Linked DNA regions of Sus scrofa: regions 1, 3, 4 and 5 are each linked to region 2. Evidence: chromatin contacts called from public HiChIP or PLAC-seq data. All regions are on one chromosome and are shown on one strand. The core of a region is the stretch at or near the end of the contact, and the rest is flanking DNA. Distances in the headings are between cores, read along the strand shown. Region 1 holds the start of PAPSS1 (bifunctional 3'-phosphoadenosine 5'-phosphosulfate synthase 1). Region 2 holds the start of RPL34 (60S ribosomal protein L34). Region 3 holds the start of PLA2G12A (group XIIA secretory phospholipase A2). Region 4 holds the start of LOC100518620 (cytochrome P450 2U1). Region 5 holds the start of HADH (hydroxyacyl-CoA dehydrogenase).

Region 1 (3,926 bases), core at 1,282-3,781, 780 kb after region 2:
GCTTATCTGCAACAAATGAAGAAATGATAAATTCAAATTTATAGTATCAATGTAAACTTACATTTTACCAAGAAAAAGTCTTTCCCTCAAAAAGTCTAGAAATATAGATTAACTCAGAAGCACTGAACACACCAAAAAGCCAAGATTTTGATATCCAAATACATTTTCCTTCTAAAAATGAGGAGCCCTGGGACTCCTTGGAGAAATGTCTGATTCCAAATGTGGTGCTGTGTTTTCATTTGAAGGTTGGGATCCTTTTCCAAGCTCATTCCTGTTATTGGTACAGTTTAGAATTATACCGAAATTCAGTTCTGTATACAGGCTGTAAATGAAGACTCTCCAAAGAGAAAGCTATAAGGAACCATTGACAACTTAAGAGGTAAGTAACAAGATCAAATTTACAATTTAGAAATACCACTCTGACAGTAATGCTAAGAATGGAGTGTGTGGGAGTTCCTGTTGTGACTTAGCTGCTAAGGATCAGATGTTGTCTCTGTGAAGATACAAGTTTGATCCTTGACCTTGATCAGTGAGTTAAGGATCCAGTGTTGCCGTCAGCTGCAGCACAAGTCGAAGATGCAGCTCCAATTTGACCCCTAGCTGGGGAACTTCCATGAGCCACTAGTTCCACTATAAAACTGAAAGAGTGGAGTGTTAGGGGCAGCAGATCCATGGGCTGGAGGATGCCCAGTTAAAGGGATTAGTTGTGATTCATCCTGGATATGGGGAAGGCCTAATACTTAGACAGTAGCAGTGGGGTAAGTAAACAGGGGACTGATTTTGCTAGCTATTAAGAATGCATGGAAAAAATAAAGAATGTATAGCCATCAGCATAACTGACACCATTTTGGGCTTGTATTTCTTGCTGTCCTTCCAGTGACCCCACCCAGGACTGTACTCTACAGTAAATCACTTCTCTGTCATCAAGGGCTTTTCAGTTAATATGTAATTAATAATCATTAGGATCTGGTGGCCTCTGCTTTATTAGTCCCCAGTTATGAAGACTTTTGCTGACATATTCCTGGTACCCAGGAGACTTGTTACCCATCCATAAACCCTGACTTAGGAATACACTTCCTATTTCTAAGCACTACTCTCATACCCTAGGTTAACTATAAAACCATCCCAATGGCCTCTCAGCTATTGGGAGTGAAGAGCAGCTGCGAATGCTTCTGGGTTATAGTCCTCTTGATCTCACTGAGTCAGGCTGAGACCTGGGACCTGGGACCCTTTGAGGCAGTGCTTGTACCTGGACAAAATATTTCCTCCAGCAACAAAGTACAGAGAAACTTAGGGGGCTAAAAATAACTGCAGTTAGGGCAAATAACCAGCAAGATACAAAACCACCAAAACCCCAACTGCTACCTCTGAGTTGCGAGCAATAACAGGGTATGGGGCATGCACCCTCCACACAGTACCACCAAGGGGGTGGACAGACCATCTAAGCCACCCCTCCAGCTTGACTCATGGTCCGGGGCGCCGACAGACCCCAGGGGGCAAGCAAAGGGAAACTTAGTTGTTTCGCTCCCTAGGGCTGTAGCACATGCCCTAAGAAAGCCTTGTCTGAATTTCTTGTCTGGTCTCTTAATTTGTATTGATGAAAGAGTCCAAGAACCCTGGTTAATAACACCGCCTTGTAAGTTGCTGTATATTAATCGATCCACTGATAATATGGAGGTGCGTGCCTCATTTTTTCAGTTTCAAGGCACCTCCTCAGTTTGGTGTGCCCCTTTCATTGTCTCTGTCCTTCGACCAAGAGGCAGTAAAGTCAGGTCTTAGCGATTGGGGTGTGTATGTGTGTGTGGAGGGGAGGGCACTGGGTTATGGAGAAGCGATTCAAGCAACTATCTCAGTGCTAGGGACCAGATATAGAAAAGCCCTGAGAGTAACGGGGGTGGAAGTGGAGAAAGCTCCCCCACACCTCCAGCCCATCCTCCTGTGAAGTAGCCCTGGAATAATTTAAAATTAGGTGAATTTAAAAGTGTCCTCCACAAATGGACATTCTACTCTGTGGTAACCCAGGCCCTTCCCTCAGACTGGATTGCATTCCTCTTAGGATTTTCTGAGAAGCTAATAATACAGAGGCCCCATTTTGGGTCTCGCCGGTGAGAAGTACCTGAGAGAAATCTCCTGAAGAGAGGTCTCCAAGTGGGGAAGCAGGGACCTTGCAGATAATCACTAAAACCACAAGCCGTATTAATGACTGATGTCCAGAGATGGGTTTTTTTTTTTTGTTTTTTTTTTTGTTTTTTTTTTTTTGGAAACTGTGCGTTGAGAAGAATTTTAAAGCAAATCGGTGTGGAGAAGGAGCTGGTCAGTAAATCGATTCTTCCCCTCGCGCGGCTGGAAAATTCCTTTTTAAATACGGCCAGGCCGACATGGGCACAGATGTGGAGAACAGGAGACTTGGTGGCCGGGCTTACGGAGAAGGCAGAGGGGCGGGGAACCACGTCAGCGTCTTCGCCGGCCCACGAAACAGCAGCGGGGAGCCTGGTAACTTTCCTGCCCTTTTTGGCCCAAGCCGGAGAAGCGATTTCAGCTCTGCGCATGCGCACCGCCGGCTGCGCTCGGAGGAAGGACCGGGAAGTTCCACCACTGCCTCCTCAGGCCCCGCCTCTTCCTCGGAATCAAGAGGGAAGAGCCTCCTGCGCGCTCCCGTCGTGCGCGCTCTCAAGCCCGGCCGCCAACTCCTGCCTCCGGTTCTCGTCCGTTGCTTCGCCCCACCCCACATACCTCTGCCCCGGACCCATTTCGGAGGAGCGGCTGACGCGACGTGGTCTGAGCCACGGGCACGAGCGCGTGCCTACGACAGCGCTGGCCAGCTGCGTCGCGAGGAGGCCCCGCCTTCCCGTCCCGCCCCCGCCGACCTCCCCTTCTCCCGCTACCCTGTGGGCGCTGAGAACGCCGGCACCCGCGCGCGCTGTGTAGCCATGGAAGTACCCGGTAGCCTGTGCAAGAAAGTCAAGCTGAGCAATAACGCGCAAAACTGGGTGAGCAGGCACAGAGGTGCGGAGGAGGCTCTGGGAGGCTCCCGCTGCAGCTCGTTTAGGAGCAGCTGCCTTCCTCCTGCCTCCTCTGCATCCTCCCGGGAGAGCCGGGGGTGGTACCCGAGGCCGCGGCGCTTTCCAGCTGGGGAGGTGGGTGGTGCGGCGGCGGGGAGGTCTCGGGCTGGGCTCAACTTGTAGTCCGATCGACTGTCCGTGGGAATAACGCCCACTTCTCCAGTTCCTCGGCTCAGACGGGACCTCGGGGAGGATTTTTTGGAAGTGAGCTGGCGGCTGCTAAAACCTGCACCCCCGAGGGGGAGCTGCTCGCATCCCCTGTAGCGGCCTGAAGGTCTGCTGCGGAGGCGGAGGCAGGCGCCTTTGGTACGTTCCTGGTTTTTCTTGCCTCTGCCAGAGCAGTTAGCCCAGGTTTGGGTCCATGTCCATGTCTTTCCATTTCTGAGTTTCAGTGTGAAGGGAGGGTACCTAACAATGTGGCCATTCATGAGTTGAGACTGTCCTGAACTGAGGTTCTTTGTGACTCACTGTTAAATTGGAATATCAAATAAATAACATGGAGACGGTAAAGTGTGGGAAAACTAATGGTTTATAACGTTTAGCAGGGACTGCCAGTTGACTTCGTTAGTGTTGCGTCCTTAGAAGGTTGCTTCCTTCTTTAATTACTCTTTTGTAAGAAACAGCCGTAAGATTTTTTTTTTTTTAAGTGCAGAAGGGGTGGAGTGAAGGAGATGGTGACCAACTCTCCAGTCTGGAAAGGCACTGGTTTTAAGTTTGGATGGAAATTTTTATTTCACGGTAGCACAAGATCATGAGGTTTAAATGCAGCCTTGCAAATCATCATTGCCCTTGGTGAGTCAAAGAAAAAAAAAGAAGCCATTTTAGGCAGACGTTCATTTTAAGCCATTAATTTACCATATCTGT
Region 2 (4,023 bases), core at 776-3,275:
GATCATGGATGCTTAGTAATTCTCAGTCCTCCTAGCGGTGACCTCTCACCTTTACCAAGGAATTAATGCTCGAAAGCCCATCCTGTCATGTTATTCACAGCAAAAGGTTCACTTACTCCTCGAAGTCGGCCTGGGCACACGCCACATGCAGATTTTGGTGCTTTCCCAACCTTCTTGGTATAAAGGTAAACGATTCTATTACCAGGGGTTCGGGACCTAGGAAGCGAGAGAACAGGCACTAGCTCAGCATTCTGCAGAACAAATGACAATATGTATATAATTTTGTAATACTTACAGCCTGGTTTTGTTAGAGGCTGTGTTGTAGGATAGCCTACGACGGTACGTCAATCGCTGGACCATTGTGAATACCTAAATCGAGAATAAAATTGCACTGTAGAAAAAATTCAAATCTTAGACAAAGCAGAACCACAGAGTTTACACACTGTTCACATATGCTCTTACATTAACTTATCTTACAAGCAGGATTTCATACTTTACAACTACAATTGGCTCTCCCTACCTGCAGGTTCTCTATCTGCAAATTAAACCAACCATGGATCAAAAACATTCAGGGAAAAAAATTTCAGAACTTCCAAAAAGCAAAACTTGAATTTGTCATGTGCTCACGACTATTTACATAGCCACTTACATTGTATTACGTGTAATATGTAATCTAGAAATGATTTAAAGAGAGAACAAAAAACACAAAATAAAGTGTATGGGAGGACTTTAGATAAAAGACCTGAGCATTAATAGATTTTGACCTACTCAGGGGCCTTGGAACAATCCTCCAAGATACTGAGGGATAGCCATACTTATATAAATTAATTAAATGTGGCAGGGGCTGATATTCTGATTATTAGGCCTTCCCCTCCAAGAGTCTGATTCTGTTTGGAACAGTGTCCAGAAAAGTGCAAATCTTAAAAATCCTGGAATTAAAGGAAAAGCATGCCATTTTCGGGGACCACAAAGTCCACGGGCTAACAGACACAAATGTCACTAGGATTAAACGACAACAGGAGTTCTGCCCACCGCAATAGCTACTCAGGGTTCAGTGTTTTGCCCCAAAGAGACATCTGGGTCAAGTTAAGTGCCATTTAATACTAATTCTGGTATTGGCCCAAGTGTCTCTGAATTATGACATCTGTTTTGTTTTTCTTTATCAACTAGAAATAATACTGAATGATGATGTTTAGCAAATCGGTTACATAGGTACACATGAGCGACTCATTTTCCAGTGAACTACCCAAAACATAAGCAAGACTTTAATCAACCTAGTTTATGTCAAATCTTGTCACCTTTCTTCACAGCATGTTACTTAAAAAAAAAACAGCCTGCATCTGTTGTTACAAGCTCCTTACTAACATTACACTGGGAACTGTCAGACACCAAAACCGACATGGAAAGCTAATGCAATAGTGACCCAATTAGCCGTTTCCTTCTACAAAATCAAGACAGAAAACTCCCTATTAAAACACTGGCTTTGGGAAAAAAAACCTCGATTTTGAAAGGATCAGAAGATGCTGGTCGTCCCGCAGGACAACCCCCGCCCCTCGCCAAAGCCTGGAGAACAGCTACCCGATCGGGGTTAACACGAGAGCGTAATTATGAGAACGTGCAGCGATTTCAGAGTCCACCAGCCAAACAACAACTCGTTCGTCTCCGAGCTCCCCTTCGCAGTATTCGCTGGACTGCGACTGCGCAGGCGGCAAAGCCACGGGTGGTGAGCTCGGGTCACCTACTGCTCCGGAGGGGAGATAGGGAATCGAGAGGTGTCTGAAGCTAAAAGCCGAGAAATTGTTCATCACCAGCCTCCCACCTAAGCCTTTACTCCCACGCCAACTCAAAAAACTGTGCCTGGGAGATCCTGACTCCTATAAGTCCCTGGATGGCGGCCGATTGCAAAGGCAGTAGCGATAAGAAAAAGAGAAGAGCAACCATACCTGTGGATACCGTCCCCGGAAGAGGAAAGGGAAGGTCTCGCGAGCGCAAAGGTCAAATACGACTGCGCATGACAGGAAGTTACATCAGAGGAAGAGGCGTGATGGAGAGAACGACGTCGCCATGTTGTACGGAAGCTACGCAGCTCCATACAGTGGGCGGGGATTCATAGCGCTGTTGGGTTGTACGGCAAGCGCCTCCTTGGAGCGGGATGCGCCCCAGCCATCCCCAACAGCGCCACACAAAGATCTCTCAGCAATCGCTGTAGAAGCAAAATATTGAGGGAGCTGCGAAGCGCAGAGGTGGGACAAAATCAACTATTTTTCCGTTCTCAAGTGCGCTGCAACACGTTTAGCCAAAAGAGCGCCAGCTTTTGAGTTAGACCTGGGTTTAAATCTCTATTTTGACACATATCATTAGATAACTTTTCAGGAATTACTGTCTTTAACCGTTTCTTATTTTTCGTTGTCATTCATCCAAAGCACAAGCTTTACGAATTAGGATTTTAACCCAGTATTTGCTAGTTATCAGTTGCGTTACATTGGGCGAGTCCTTAAATCTCTAAAGAGGAACGTATTCGTAACTACCATGCAGAGTTGGGTCGTGATCAAAGGCATCATGAAGTTCAAGCACTTAGCGCAGTGTCTTGTAGAGTGAGTGTTCAATAAATGGTGGCTAATCTTATGATTATGTACAAAGGGTTTCTAGAGGCTTCACTTGTGTGGTAACGTCTGATCTGGGCCTTAAAGATGAGGAGGAAGAAAAAAGAAAAACCTCTAAAATAGCATGTAAATGTTTACATTAAGTGTCTATCTGCATTTTTCAGAGGACAGGGGAAAATATCCTTAGGTTTCATTATATTGTTAAAGGGGTTCGTGACCTCCAAAAAAGTAAAGAACACTTTCCCTGGGCTCTAAGGAAGAATGCTAAAAAGGGTCTTTACATTTTTAATCTTAGATTAGGCTCCCTGGAAACATATTGAGAGAGAGTTATATGCTGGTGTATTCAGGAGTGCTCTTAAAAAATACACCTGTTGGGAAGTGAGCAAGGTAGGATCAGAGGACCCACACTGTAGATGAAACCGAGGCTTCAGCTATTCCAGCAGAGAGCTCTGTATTGGGGATGGCTCCTCACAGCTGTCCCAAACTGGCAAGGAAACTGGGCCTTTGCGTTCCCACATCAGACAGTCTTTGGTCCGGCTGCTCCCTATTTACAGGTGTGGCAGCTTCCTGAAACTGAGAACAGTGTCCTGTGACCCAGTCAATATCCTTGGCCCAGAAGAGAGGATTTGCATAGAGCCGCCCAGTGGCCACTCAGGTCCCCTTCTAAGTGGGGCCTGTTCATTCCGTCGCGCCTCACATCAGTGCCACCTTTGTCACCACACCGGATGGAAGGCTCTGGTTATAGCCCTCCCCTGGCCGACTCTCACATAATTCCTTCTCCCCTGACTCTGTAGTTACTTCTTTCCTTCCCAATCTGTCACTTTTAGTTCTCGAGACTCCCTTTGTCGCTGTACCAGGTATTGAGATGGAGGCTGGGATAGAGAAGCAAGTGTGGTTTTATTTATTTATTTATTTTTACAATTTACTTCCTTTTCTTATTTTTTTTAATTACTCAAATGAATTTATCACATCTGTAGTTGTATAATGATCATAACAATCTGATTTCACAGGATTTCCGCAACTGTGGTTTTTGAACGAATGAACAAATGAATGCATTTACTTGGAATATATTCTCCCTTTTGCTGGAGTGACTTTGCTGGGCAGGTGAATGTAATGGAAGCTGGGAGCCCGTCGCCCATTGTAATGTACTTGGTGACCTTGTCTTTCTTTCTGTGCCCACCTCCACCCAGGTAATTGAGAACAATGGTCTCACTATCACAGTTTTCCTGTATTAGACTTACCCAGTTCTATGATGTGACTTGACTTCTTTATATTTGCCTTTTTTCTTGTCACTCTTGCCATAGATGTGGCAATCTTATTAAACATTTCAAAGGACGTCATTTGTTTTTGTTAATCTGTCTCCCTTTTAGTTCTTTGTTCATTTGCTTACTAAATATTTCCGGTTACACCCTGTCTTCTT
Region 3 (3,878 bases), core at 219-2,718, 990 kb before region 2:
GACTTCACTTCAAGCTGCTGCTCACTGCTCTCTCTCCAAGATAAACACTGTCCAAACACAATTCTCTTCATCCACTGTGTTGTGAGTTGATCACAGTCCAAGGATGCCTGGCTGAGCACTGCAGTAGGGCAGACTAAAGCCAGGTGGCTTTCTACTAACCCAGCCTGGGGTTGGGCTCAGTGAAGTGCCTGACATAAAGTAAGCTTTTAATACGGAGAGATATAACTCTTATGAGCTCTGCACTGCACATTTATTATAAATGTATGGAGCCTGTAACAAACACAAAAGCCAAACTAGAACTTATTGGTAACTCTTATTAGAAAGGACACATCTCTTGAAATCTTGCCCTGGATCTTCTTGGAAACTGCCAGGCAGAGGAAGATAACCAGATATTTATAGCTCTGGTAAAAATTACTGCAATTGTTATTTAAGGCTTCTGCACAGGGTTGGGAAAAGATAGAGAAAAGTTACTGGAGCTATCAAGTTATAAAGTATCTTCAGTAGGAAATCTGTGATTTCCACTTTTTTCTTTTTTTTTTAAACTGCAATCAATTGTAGAGTACTGCTTCTCCTTTACCAGAGAAAAAAGCTCATGGTTTTTTATTTTTTACGTCTTTTTGCCATTTCTTGGGCCGCTCCCGCGGCATATGGAGGTTCCCAGGCTAGGGGTCTAATTGGAGCTGTAGCCACTGGCCTACGCCACAGCCACAGCAACGCGGGATCCGAGCCGCGTCTGTGACCTACACCACAGCTCACAGCAACGCCAGATCCTTAACCCACTGAGCAAGGCCAGGGATCGAACCCTCAACCTCATGGTTCCTAGTCGGATTCTAACCACTGAGCCACCACGGGAACTCCCGCTCATGGTTTTTTATTGTCAAAACATTTTCTTCTTCCATAATTCTGAAACCAGCATCTCGCTCATCCTTCTCAGCCAGGCACCTACATGGCCTTAGGTTGACATGTTCCAGTCCCCATCCCCCAACAGCAGGGCCGTGAATCCCGGACCCAAGTTGGTGAGACGTGGCTTCTGCCCACCTATCAGGCAGAATCAGTTTCAAACCCGAAATTCAGCTGGACCCCTCGGCTCTCTCTTTGCACGTGGCTACGGGAGCTCACTTCTCCAACACTGTCTACATCCAGAAAAGCCTGTCGCTTGGGGTGGCTGAACAGCGCCCCTACAAGTCGGAGGAGGTCACGGGGGTTCGCCACCTGGCTGCACTTTACAGCTATCCAGGGAGCTTTTAAAAAACACGGATGCTCACTGACACCTGGACGAACCTAATCAGCCTCTCTGGGGTACGGGGCCCAGCATGGCTATTTAGTAGCACAACCTTCCCCTCAGGTAGTGCTAACGAGGACCAGGTAACCGCCTCGGGGGCGTGCCGCGGCCACCAAGTAAGCGTGGAGGACGCCTCTCAGCGCTCCCGCCTCCCCGCCCCTCTGACGCACCACGCTCGGCGCAGGCGCACAGGGACAGCGGCAGGCCCAGGTGAGCGCAGCGCGTGCGCCGCGCCGAGCGTCTCCGCGTCTCATTGCCGGCGGAGAGGGCCCGCCTCCCAGCCAGGCGGGAGGCGGGGGCATGGGGCCGGCCCCACCTTGCTGCTGAGCCCTGGCCCCGCGCAGCTGCCTAGGCTAGGGCTCGCTGAAGGGGCTCAGTGGGGCGTGCGCCGGTCGCGCGGCTCCCGGGACCCGTGCGGCCCGGCGCTGCGCGGATGGCCCAGCTCCCGCGGCCCGCGCTCGCCCTCCTCCTCCTGCTACTGACCGCGGCTTTCAGATGCCAGGAGCAGGCCCAGCCCACCGATTGGAGGGCCACCCTGAAGACCATCCGGAACGGCGTTCACAAAATAGACACGTACCTCAACGCCGCCTTGGACCTTCTGGGAGGAGAGGATGGGCTCTGCCAGTATAAGTGCAATGACGGTGAGGGGGACCCCAGGACCTGCGAGGCCCGTGCTTTCAGGGCTGTTGGGGGGACCGAGATCGTGGAGGTGTGAGATGCCAGGCAGACCTTGACGGTGTCCTCTGGCCGTGGAAAAACAACCATTGCTAGACCTTCCGTTCTTGTGTTTGAGCAACCTGCTGACAAGTTCGCACTACTGTTGTTAGCATGTGAGAGAGCACCTGAGTGTGTACACACCGTTCTGTTTTCATTGCTTCTGAATTACTTCTTTTTTTTTTTTTTCCAATTGCATGGAAGTTGCCCAAGAACTTAGTGACGTATGCGTCATGGTGATGGAGAGAAACAGACTGATTTTAGCTCTATTTTAGCGCCTTTAAATTAAGCAGCTGAACGTGCAAAACATTTCGAGAATTTTAAAGTCATGGCCTTTTAACTTTCTCAAGAATTGGTTTAAGTTATGTTTTTCCTGCAGAGCTACAGAAAATAAATCGCGACCTTTGTACAGACTTTTGGTGTACTCTATTGTTGAGAAAGAGTGCTGATAACTCTGCTAGAAAATGAGTCCATCAATACTTGACAGGAATTTTCTTTCCTTGGAAACTGGTGACTCTGCTTTGTCAATGTTGGTTGCTATTGTTATTCTTTTGATTTGCCTTTTCATATTTTTAAACTTTAATTATGTTTGCATCTGCGAACCTGTTTGGTGGCATTGTTGGTAGTAATAAGTCAGCATTTCAGGCAGAGATCTTTCCTCCGAAGCGCCTGACTTTTTGGAATGCTTAAATGTTGTAATAGTTAAGATAAAGTACTTCTTTTTTGAACTTCACAATGCTAAAATAGTACTTATTGTTTCCAACAAGAGTGGACAAGGTCTAGGCCTAGTGGATTTAATGCGTGGCAGCTCAAAATAATAGGGAACTCAGTGACTTTAATAGTAAAACTGGACAAGATGTAGATGAATTTAAAAGGAACCAATGTCATGTAAAACTGATGCAGCATGCTCTCTGTAATTCTTAAACTAATTGCTAATTTTCTGTTAATGGAGGTAAAGAAGGAGCTATATAAGCACTAAATATCATTTCTTAAATTCATGCCCAAGTGGTACCACCAGAATTCAGTGAGGAAGGTTGTTTTTGTCCTTGTAGAGCTTGTTAGGAATAAGTAACTTGAAGATTAAATGGTTGCCTTCCCGAAGGCAGATGTCATAGTTTTACTTAGTCATCTCCATTCATTAAACAAATATTTCAGTGCCTATTATATGTCAGGTGTTTTACCAATGGGAGATTTGGCATTGAAGAAAACTAACAAAATTCCTATCCATGGAGCTTATATTTCTGGTTGAAAGAGACAGTAAACTAAAGAATAAGTAAAATAAGCCAAATCTGTAGTGTGTGTAGGTCTGAAGTATGCCAGTGCTTTCAGAACAATAAAGCAGGGGGAATGGAAGTGGCAGTGTTAGGCAGTTGCTCTTTATTATGGGCTGTTCCGGGAAGGCCTTGCTGAGGAGATACTATTTGAGAAGAAATTTAAAATGGTGAAGGTGACATTATGGTGATCAGGGGAAAGAACAATCCAGGCAGATGGAATGGCCGGCCAGTGTAAAGGACCTGAGGAGAAAGGCCAGTCAGGGATGACTCTGAAGATTTTGGCCTGAGCCAAATGGCCTGAGTAGTGCCATTTCCTACTGAGATAGGAAAGACTTGGAAGAATCAGTGTCCATAAATTTATTATGAATTAAGGGTTCTAGAGTGTATTTACATTTAAAATATCTCTGAGGTTGAATAGAGACTATTATTAAAAAGATCCTGTGCTCGTCCACAAGCCTCACTAAATTTACCATTTGGAGTTGAGAGCAGGGTCTTTAGCATTAAAAACATACAATGAATGATATTCTTCAGTGAAAATCCTTTTGTTTCTTAGTCAGTACTGTCTGCTCATAAGACCGTGGTTCTAAGTCAGCATGTTGATAATTCCA
Region 4 (4,165 bases), core at 800-3,299, 560 kb after region 2:
AAAAAAGTTCCTTGAGGAAAGATTTAAAGATTTAAATGAACACCTCACTGAAGCTTAAGAGTGATACCCCCCCCCCTAAAAAGTCTGGCACCTGTGCCAGCCAAAAGGACAAAAGGGAAGTTTGACAAACAAAGGTCAAAGGTGATATTCTACTGAGCGGATAACATATTTACTATCCCTCAAAACCTTGCAGCTTAGGGAGTTCCCGCTATGGCTCAGCGGTAGGAATCTGACTAGTATCCATGAGGACCCAGGTTGGATCCCTGGCTCTGCTCAGTGGGTTATGGATCCAGCCATTGCTGAGATGTGGCTGTGGCAGTGTGCTGCAGGTGCCCTGTACCACAGGCGCGGCCCTAAAAAGCAAACAAAACGAGTAAAAAAACTGCGCAGATTAGACAGAGGCTACAAACCTAGTGCATTAGGTTTGACAATTGGCTCCTATCCTGTTTTCTGGAGTTTCTTATGGGAAAGTTTTGCGGGATTCCTAAAGCATTGCGCCTGGTCCTGTAAGGATTGAAACAGCGCTGCCACAGACAATGCCAGATCCTTAACCCGCTGTGCCACAGCGGGAACACAATCTTCTTGAACTTTTGCACTCCAAACGCAGAAGGTGAAAATACCCTTCTTCTCTCCTTCCAACAGGGCCAAAGTTTCTCCCGGGCACACAGGCTGGAGAGTAGGGCTTTGTTCTGGGCAGGAGTGAATGCCCCTGAAAAGATGGAATCTCTCACACCTCCAGGGGACCTCAAAGGCCCCAGGAGAGGGAGGCGGCACCGCCCTCGCCCTTGCCCTTGCCCTTCCGCTCCGGCGCAGGGCAGGTGTGAGGCAGGCTGGGTGCGCGGCCTCAGGAGGCACAGGACCCGCAGCCCTGGAGCACCTGCAGCTCCACCCGCGCGTTCCCACGGCCCCTGACCCCTAAGGTTCCCGCAGCCGCGGCCCAGCTCACCCTTCCCCTTGGTCAGGATGTAGCTGAGCGGCATCCGCGGACGGTCGCTGAAGACCTCGGCCTGCTGCACCAGCGCCTCGCGCACGCTGTGGAAGTCGTTGAGGACCACCACCAGGTAGTGGCCGATGAAGAAGCTGTAAATGTTGCCATACACGTGGGCCAGCTCAGCCAGGAGCAACTGTGCGCTCAGGCCCGAGGTATTTAAGGGATTGGTCTTCGCCCGGCCATACGGCCAGCTCTTCCGTCGGAGGAAAGGCGGCAGCAGCACGAAACCGAAGTTACCCACCACCGGCCAGGGCGTGGGCCCCGGGGGGATGCCCGGCTCTGGGCGCCGCCACAGCCAGTTCCAGCCCAGCAGCGCGGCGAGGACGAGCAGCAGCAGCGCGCCGCCGGTGGGGTCCAGCCGCAGCAGCCCCGGGGACGCGTGCAGTAGGCTCAGAGGCCAGGGAGAGTCCTCGGAGGGGGGCTGGGCCAGCCCCGAGGAGGCCATGGCCTGTGCGCTGGCGACTGCAGCCTCGGCCTCCTGCCTCTGGCCCCAGGAGAGCTCAGGCTGACAGCGGTGCCCGGCTCGGATGCCAACTCCCCTGGAAGCCCGGGGGCGGGAAGGAAAGCGGCGGAGGCCGGTCCGGATTGGCTGCGCCCACCTCCTTCTCCCGAGCCCTCCAATCAGCGACGCCCGAGCGGAAACGGGGCCGCTTTCGGAACCCGGCAGCTGGGGTCCGCTAACCAAGCTGAGCTCCCTATCTGAAAGTTCGCCTCCAAAGCCCCGTTGAACAATTCCACTGGGTCAGGCATGGCGTTGACCGAGCCTGAAAAAAAGATGCTCGCTACACATCCTTACGCTCTGATTGGTTGTCGGATTTCCAGTGTCGTGGGTCCGTTGAGCGTGTAAACCATGCCTTCTCCACAGGCCCCTCACAAGACTCCGCTTCAACACCAGCACTTCTACCCTGAGCTGGGGGAGAGAGGTCCCGCCCCATCCTCTGGTAGCAAATAGAGGGGGTTACTGCTTTATCCAAATTGGGATTCGGAGGAAGAAATGGCCCTTTCTTCCACTCAGAGACAGCAGGATAGTGGAAATGCGACGTGTAGAATTTGTAGATGTAGGTGGCCGACGCTCTGGAAAGGATGCGAGGGGGACCACGGGGTGGGTGGGGTGATGGAATTAAGCTCCTAGAACTTGCCATAGACTGGAGTATCGCTCTCTATGCGAAGAGTGAAAGCTCAACGCCCATTTCAGTTTGTGGCCCAGGTCAAGCAGAAGGCCTAATCCAGAACTTTGCTTGGAGGATTTAAGTAGCTAATAATATAAAAAGGAAATCAGTTGGGTGAGGAGAGGTGACAGTATTATTATAGCAGTGAGACCATACCTGAAATGCCGAGGTTGAGATACAATACAAAGTCTTTCTTTAATCTTCTATAATTATGGCTCCTAGGCACTCCTCTTTTCTGTCATCTACAGACTAAATGCTCTGGTTGTTCTTATGTTAGACTGACACAAAGAACTGCCAATATTAGACCATTTTTTAATCTACTAAAATGGCAGTCTCCTATAAACCAACTTAATGGATCATAATGAACGAATCTGCTTCTGTTTTCTGATTCTTTTTATTTCACAGTTAGTCTGTTCAAATACTATTTTTGTCAAGCTCTTCATAAACTGTTTTACCCCCAAACAAACTTCATATCTTCCATAATTAACCATTCGTTGTTAGATTAGTTTTCTCATTTTTTTTTGAAATTGGAGAATTTTTAACACTTAAACCAGTTATTTGCAGATATGATCAATATATCATCTGAGTGTCTTCATAGCCTGTTCTTCAAAGTAGTAGCCATTATCATCTTCCCTTACAAGGAACTTAAATTCACAAATAATTTAAAAATACTTAGGAATTCCTGTTGTGGCTCAGCGGTAAGGAATCCGACTAGTATCCATGAGGACGTGGTTTTGATCCCTGGCCTTCTACCAGGGGGTTAAGGATCCGCTGTTGCTGTGAGCTGTGGTGTAGGTTGTAGACGCAGCTTGGTTCCTGCATTGCTGTGGCTGTGGTACAGGCCAGCAGCTGCAGCTCCTAGTTGACCTGTAGCCTGGGAACTTCCTTATGCCACAGGTGTGGCCCGAAAAAAAGACGAAAAATAAAATAAAAAATAAAAAAATAAAAATACTTGAAGATGTGACTAACGACCCTAACAGACACACAGGATATAACTGCATTCACATTGTTTTCCTAAGCAATTCTCTTCTTTAGGCTTATAGCTCTGTGATGCACACAAGAAGTACTATGGGCCAAGCCGTGTTCCCTCCCAAGTTTGTATGTTAAGGCCTAACTCCCAGTACCTCAGAATGTGACTGTCTGTGGAGACAGGGTCTTTTAAAGTGGTAACGTAAAATGAGGTCACATAAGTGGATCCTAATCCAATGTGACTGGCGGGGTTCCCCTCCCCTTTTTTTTCTTTTCTTTTTTCCCCCTTTTTTGGCCTCCCTGTGGCATATGGAGTTCCCTGGGCCAGGGATCCGATCCGAGCTATACTGCAGCTGTGGTAATGTGGGATCCTTAACCCACTGTGCTGGGCTGGGGATGGAAGCTTCATCCCAGTGCTCCGGTCAGAGATTGGGACTCCTGACTGGTGTTGTTTTAGAAAGAGATCGGGACACGGACAGACCTGGAGGGAAGATCAAGTGGAAACACAGGGCGACAATGGACATCGACAAACAAGGAGAGAGGCCTCAGAAGAGATGAGCCCCACCAACAACCAGATCTTAGATTTCTAGCCTGCAGAACTGTGAGCAAGTAAGTCTGTAGTACTTTGTCATGACAGCCCTTGAAACTAATATAGGAAGCTACAATGTCCACAATACATACTAGGGTAAAATTTTTTTTTTTCTTTTCCATTTTGGGCCACTCCAGGGCATCCAGGGATCAGATCCAAGCCATAGTTGCAACATATGCTGCAGCCAGATCCTTAACTGGGCCGGCTCCCAAGACACTGTTGGTCCCATTGCACCCCAGCAGGAGCTCTGGGTAAACTATTTTAAACATGAAACCACAGTTCATCCAGTGCTTTGTAGGGATGAATTTCCTGAAAACAGTATTCCGGACTATCTTGCCAGAGAAAAGAAATACTTTGTGCTCTATGCTTTCTATTTTCCTTTATTTTCTTTCTTTTCCTCTCTTTTGTCCTCGGAAATTCCTGGGCCAGGGATCGCACCTGTGCCAC
Region 5 (4,085 bases), core at 709-3,208, 530 kb after region 2:
CTTCTAGTCTTTATCAATGAGTTGAATGACAGTTCCATTACATTTCCAACCTGTGGGGTAAAAGCTCTCTTTTTTACCCCTTAGGTTTCAAAAGGCCCTCCCCATTCAACTACTCAATGATTTGATTCACAAGTCTGAATTGGTCTCACTGTGCAACTCCTGCCTCCTTTCTCAAATCAAAGCTCCAATACCATACCTAGAATTTTTGGTGTGCCTATGTCTGCCTTTTTGTGTAGCACAACACTCTTCTTTAGCCAATAATAGATACAATATTCCAGGAACTGAGCAACCTAAACTTGTACAAAAGCTGAAGTGAAGCTTTCTACTTAATTTCTAATCCTCTTCCACTTCAAGGTACCATCAACAATAGATTTTGGACCCATCTCCTATATTGTTATTGGGGGCTTAAGGCCCTAATATCTTCTGAAATGTTGTTTAGATGTTTCTAAACAAATATGTCATTTTCTTTACCTGCCACAACAAATCTCACTCTCACAGCACAGAGAGATTTGGGTGGAGTAGCGAGATACAAAATGTGCTCTTTTGATTATCATGTAATATAATGCATGGAACTTTCAGTTAAAGAGACTTACTCCTCCCTTTCACAAATAATAAAGATTATGAGGACACCATAACCCAGCATTCAGAACATGTACACAATAAAAAGAGTCCCAAAACATGATCTGAAAAGAAATGGGAGCCTGTCAGAAGGATAAAACATTAATGAAAAACAGATTTTAGGAGAAAAAGCAACCAAATTAATAGTTGTTTAAAAAAAAATAACAACCTGCAGGGTGGGAAAAATTAAGATACATAATGACAATAAAAGATTTTTCTAAAAAGCAAGCACAGAAGCAAGGACTTGGTTGGAAATAGAACTAAGAAAAATTAATCTTTTTCAAAATTGAAGCCACTGAAGGTACTTCCCCCCCAAAAAAACTAGATCAATGCCTCCCCTGTCCAACAATACTAGTAGCAAGGGCTGAAATGCTAAGAAGATAATCAGCTAGGCTATGAAAATCACGGTTCCCCAATACAACCTGGAATGTAACCGCTAAAAATCAATAAAGTACAAGTACCACAGTATCTAGATAATAACTGCACAACTGTCCCTGAATCACAGCTCAGGTGGAACAGGGCAGAGTCCTGAAGATCCACAGCGAGATTAATGAGCTACCCCTTCAGAGCCCTTGGCCCCTCTACCTCCCGCTCCCACTCTCCCCAGCACCAGAGGGCATTAGGTCAAAGAGGCCCCGCGCAGCAGCAGCTGGTGGCGTCCCAGGGCCTCACAAGCTCCGATAAGATAACTTTTACAAAATGCTACAAAAGTGCTGACTACTATTAACCTTTGTAATCCAGCAAGCATAGGAAACACTCGGAAGAAGACCATTTCGAAGAGCAGAAAACTACTCTGACAATAACTGCAGAATTATTTAAAAAAAAAAAAAAAAACCACCGATAAAAATTAAACCCGATCGCAGTCCAGGTCTCGGGACGCACACCCTCGGAAACGGAGGCTCGGCCAAAAGACACCAGATCTTTGAGGGAGTGCAGACTCACGGGTCTAGGCATTTCAACTACACGGGCAGGGGGACAGGGGAGGAGGGGAAATTCTCCAGGTCTCTCGGAGCTACACCCCGCCGGGTCGCGGCCCGCCAGAGCTCTCAGGTTAGCGTAGGCAGCAAGGCGAGCGGAGAGCGCTGCCCGCCGGGCGGCCCACCTGGGCAATGCCTGCGCCCATCAGCCCGCCGCCGATGACCGTCACGTGCTTGACGAGGATTTTCTTCGCCGAGGCCGCGGCGGTGGACGAGGAGGACAAGGAGCGCACGAGCTGCCTGGTTGCGAAAGCCATGGTGCAGACGAAGGCGGCGACAGCAACAAGACCGGGCGGAGAAGGTAACCGCAGGCGGCTGAGGCAAGAGTAGCAAGACGACCCCTGGGCTTGGACACCCAGGAAACCCAAGGTCCGCGCGCCCTGGGCGTGGCTGTGCGTCTCCGACGACAGGGCGGAGCCTCGCGATTCGCTTTTCTCATTGGTGGAGACCCCAGGGGCCGCGTTCGAACGTCGGAGCGCGGCGTCTCCGCCCAAGTGGGCGGGCACGGCCACAGCGTTGCGCTGCTGAGCTCGCTGGCCGGGCTGTCCCTCCGCAGTCAGAGGGAAGAGGAGGGGCAGTTAGCGCGCCCATCCCCGCGCAGGCCCAAAGCGGAGGGCGGCCTTATAAGGGGGAGGATGCGGTGTTGTTTTGTTAAATCCTCGCTTAGGATGCTAGTGCATAACTCGACCCTGAATAAATACGTGTTATTTCGGTTTTGATGATAAGAGACTCCCAAATGAGCACCTTCAGTTCACGTCATCAAATAACCAAATCTAGGAATTATTTCGGCCTTGTGTACATTGTTCCTGATAAAACGGAAGGAAACGAACTGCTCGGACGCAAAGCAAATGTCTAGTAACCCATGAATTCCAATGCAGAGATCGGGGTCAGAGAAAGAGAGTTGATATTGCCCATTTCCACTTTACAAGTCCTGAATGTGTGAATGGTAAGATCAAAGAGAAACCTCTGTGGAGATAAAAATGGAAAGGAAAGTCTTTCAAAGTACTGGAAGACTTGATAGTAATTAGGCCAGTAGTCCCCCTCCTGTGAATAATTCCTAGTTACTGTACTTTAATAATGAAGAATTTTTTAATTAATTTATTTATTGTTTTAGGGCCGCACCTGCGGAATATGGAAGTTCTTGGGCTGCCGGTCAAATCAGAGCTGCAGGTCCTGGCCTGCACCTCAGGCACAGCAAGAGGATCTGAGCTGCATCTGCGACCTACTTCGCAGCTTGTGCAATGCCAGATCCCTAATTCACTGAGGGAGGCCAGGGATCAAACCACATCCTTGTGGATACTATTCAGATTCTTAACCTGCTGAGCCACAGTGGGAACACCTAGTAACACAGAATTTGTATTATTTTTATATTATTTTTGAATATGTAATAAGGACCCACAGACTCACCATCCAAAGTCAGCATCCTCCTGTTGGAAGTAACTTTCATAGTAAATACTATGTTCACCATTCCTTTGCTTTGATCTCTTTTTTTTCCCTTTCTTTCTTTTATGGTGGTACCTGGGGCATATGGAAGTTCCCTGGCTAGTGATGGAATCCCTGCTGCAGCTCCAGCTGTGGTGAAGCCGGATCCTTTAACCCAGTACACAGAGAGGATCAGAGGTGCACCTCTGCAGCAACCCAAGCCACTGCAATCAGATTATTAACCCACTGTGCCACAGCAGGAACTCCTTCATTTTTATTTCTAATATTGTAAAAATATGGGAGAAGCACTGGTGTGGAGGCTTGGGACATTATTAAGAGGATCATTATTGGCTGAAGAGACAGTGTCACATCCAAATAATTAAAGTCCATTAAGTGCTCCAATGTAGCAATCAATAGGACTGAAATTGGAATAGGAAGATTGCATAGGGAACCTAGTAAATTGAAGGAAAAAAATTAGCCAGTTTATGAAGAAAAGAGGATTTTAGACAGAGGAAGCAGCACATGATAAGATAGAAATGTAAAAAAAAATATTGCCACAGGAAATTTGACATGATTAGAAGTGAAGCTAGGTTGGTGGACTAGGGGGATGCACAGATGATTCTTTATTTGAATTTTAATTTTTCATTCTCATTTATAAGTTGTGTCTAATCTAATGTAAGGCCAAAGACTTTTTTTATTTCTCTCTTTTTGGCCATACCCACAGCATGCGGAAGTTCTCAGGCTAGGGACTGAACCCAAGCCATAGCAGTGACAACATAGAGTCCTTAACCAATAGGCCACCAGGAAACTCCAAACATGTTCTAATCACAGTGTTGTCACGATATTTTTTTTTTCCAGTGTAGGTAACTTGGAACATAATGCCAGAGTATTTGGTACATTTGCAGGTTTCTGATTCGTTTACCTCAGAAAGGAAAGAATAACCAATGCAGTATTTTTTTTAGCAATTCTCAAATCTGAGGCCATCTGTGTTATGTAAAGGTGTAAAGTGAAGAGAGGAGCACTGGAGTGAGAGTTAGGGGTCCTAGCTTGGTCAGTGGTATGCAGTAG

What was found. HiChIP or PLAC-seq counts read pairs in DNA pulled down with a chosen protein or histone mark.
Region 1: a contact with region 2 is called in an H3K27ac HiChIP or PLAC-seq map of alveolar macrophages. The contact joins the promoter of PAPSS1 here to the promoter of RPL34 in region 2. A contact is called at or near these places in 1 of 5 promoter capture datasets (liver) and 1 of 2 datasets of contacts at active chromatin or transcription factors (alveolar macrophages).
Region 3: a contact with region 2 is called in an H3K27ac HiChIP or PLAC-seq map of alveolar macrophages. The contact joins the promoter of PLA2G12A here to the promoter of RPL34 in region 2. A contact is called at or near these places in 1 of 47 Hi-C or Micro-C datasets (heart right ventricle) and 1 of 2 datasets of contacts at active chromatin or transcription factors (alveolar macrophages).
Region 4: a contact with region 2 is called in an H3K27ac HiChIP or PLAC-seq map of alveolar macrophages. The contact joins the promoter of LOC100518620 here to the promoter of RPL34 in region 2. A contact is called at or near these places in 1 of 5 promoter capture datasets (fetal liver) and 2 of 2 datasets of contacts at active chromatin or transcription factors (alveolar macrophages and skeletal muscle).
Region 5: an H3K27ac HiChIP or PLAC-seq map of alveolar macrophages shows a contact between it and region 2. The contact joins the promoter of HADH here to the promoter of RPL34 in region 2. A contact is called at or near these places in 1 of 5 promoter capture datasets (liver) and 1 of 2 datasets of contacts at active chromatin or transcription factors (alveolar macrophages).

What each region holds. Positions count from the first base shown.
Region 1 is chr8:114,249,528-114,253,453 of Sscrofa11.1, forward strand. PAPSS1 (bifunctional 3'-phosphoadenosine 5'-phosphosulfate synthase 1) reads left to right here and starts at 2,532. Exons shown (of 12, transcript XM_021101693.1): 1 at 2,532-2,990. The coding sequence starts at 2,931.
Region 2 is chr8:113,470,033-113,474,055 of Sscrofa11.1, forward strand. It overlaps RPL34 (60S ribosomal protein L34), which reads right to left and starts at 2,026. Exons shown (of 5, transcript XM_005666943.3): 1 at 1,944-2,026; 2 at 296-369; 3 at 117-216. The coding sequence starts at 360. It overlaps LOC102161553 (a long non-coding RNA gene), which reads left to right and starts at 2,083. Exons shown (of 6, transcript XR_002346833.1): 1 at 2,083-2,243; 2 at 3,614-3,793.
Region 3 is chr8:112,481,854-112,485,731 of Sscrofa11.1, forward strand. It overlaps PLA2G12A (group XIIA secretory phospholipase A2), which reads left to right and starts at 1,469. Exons shown (of 4, transcript XM_003129255.6): 1 at 1,469-1,923. The coding sequence starts at 1,716.
Region 4 is chr8:114,033,854-114,038,018 of Sscrofa11.1, forward strand. LOC100518620 (cytochrome P450 2U1) reads right to left here and starts at 2,050. Exons shown (of 7, transcript XR_002346837.1): 1 at 947-2,050.
Region 5 is chr8:114,003,552-114,007,636 of Sscrofa11.1, forward strand. HADH (hydroxyacyl-CoA dehydrogenase) reads right to left here and starts at 1,959. Exons shown (of 8, transcript NM_214331.1): 1 at 1,721-1,959. The coding sequence starts at 1,852.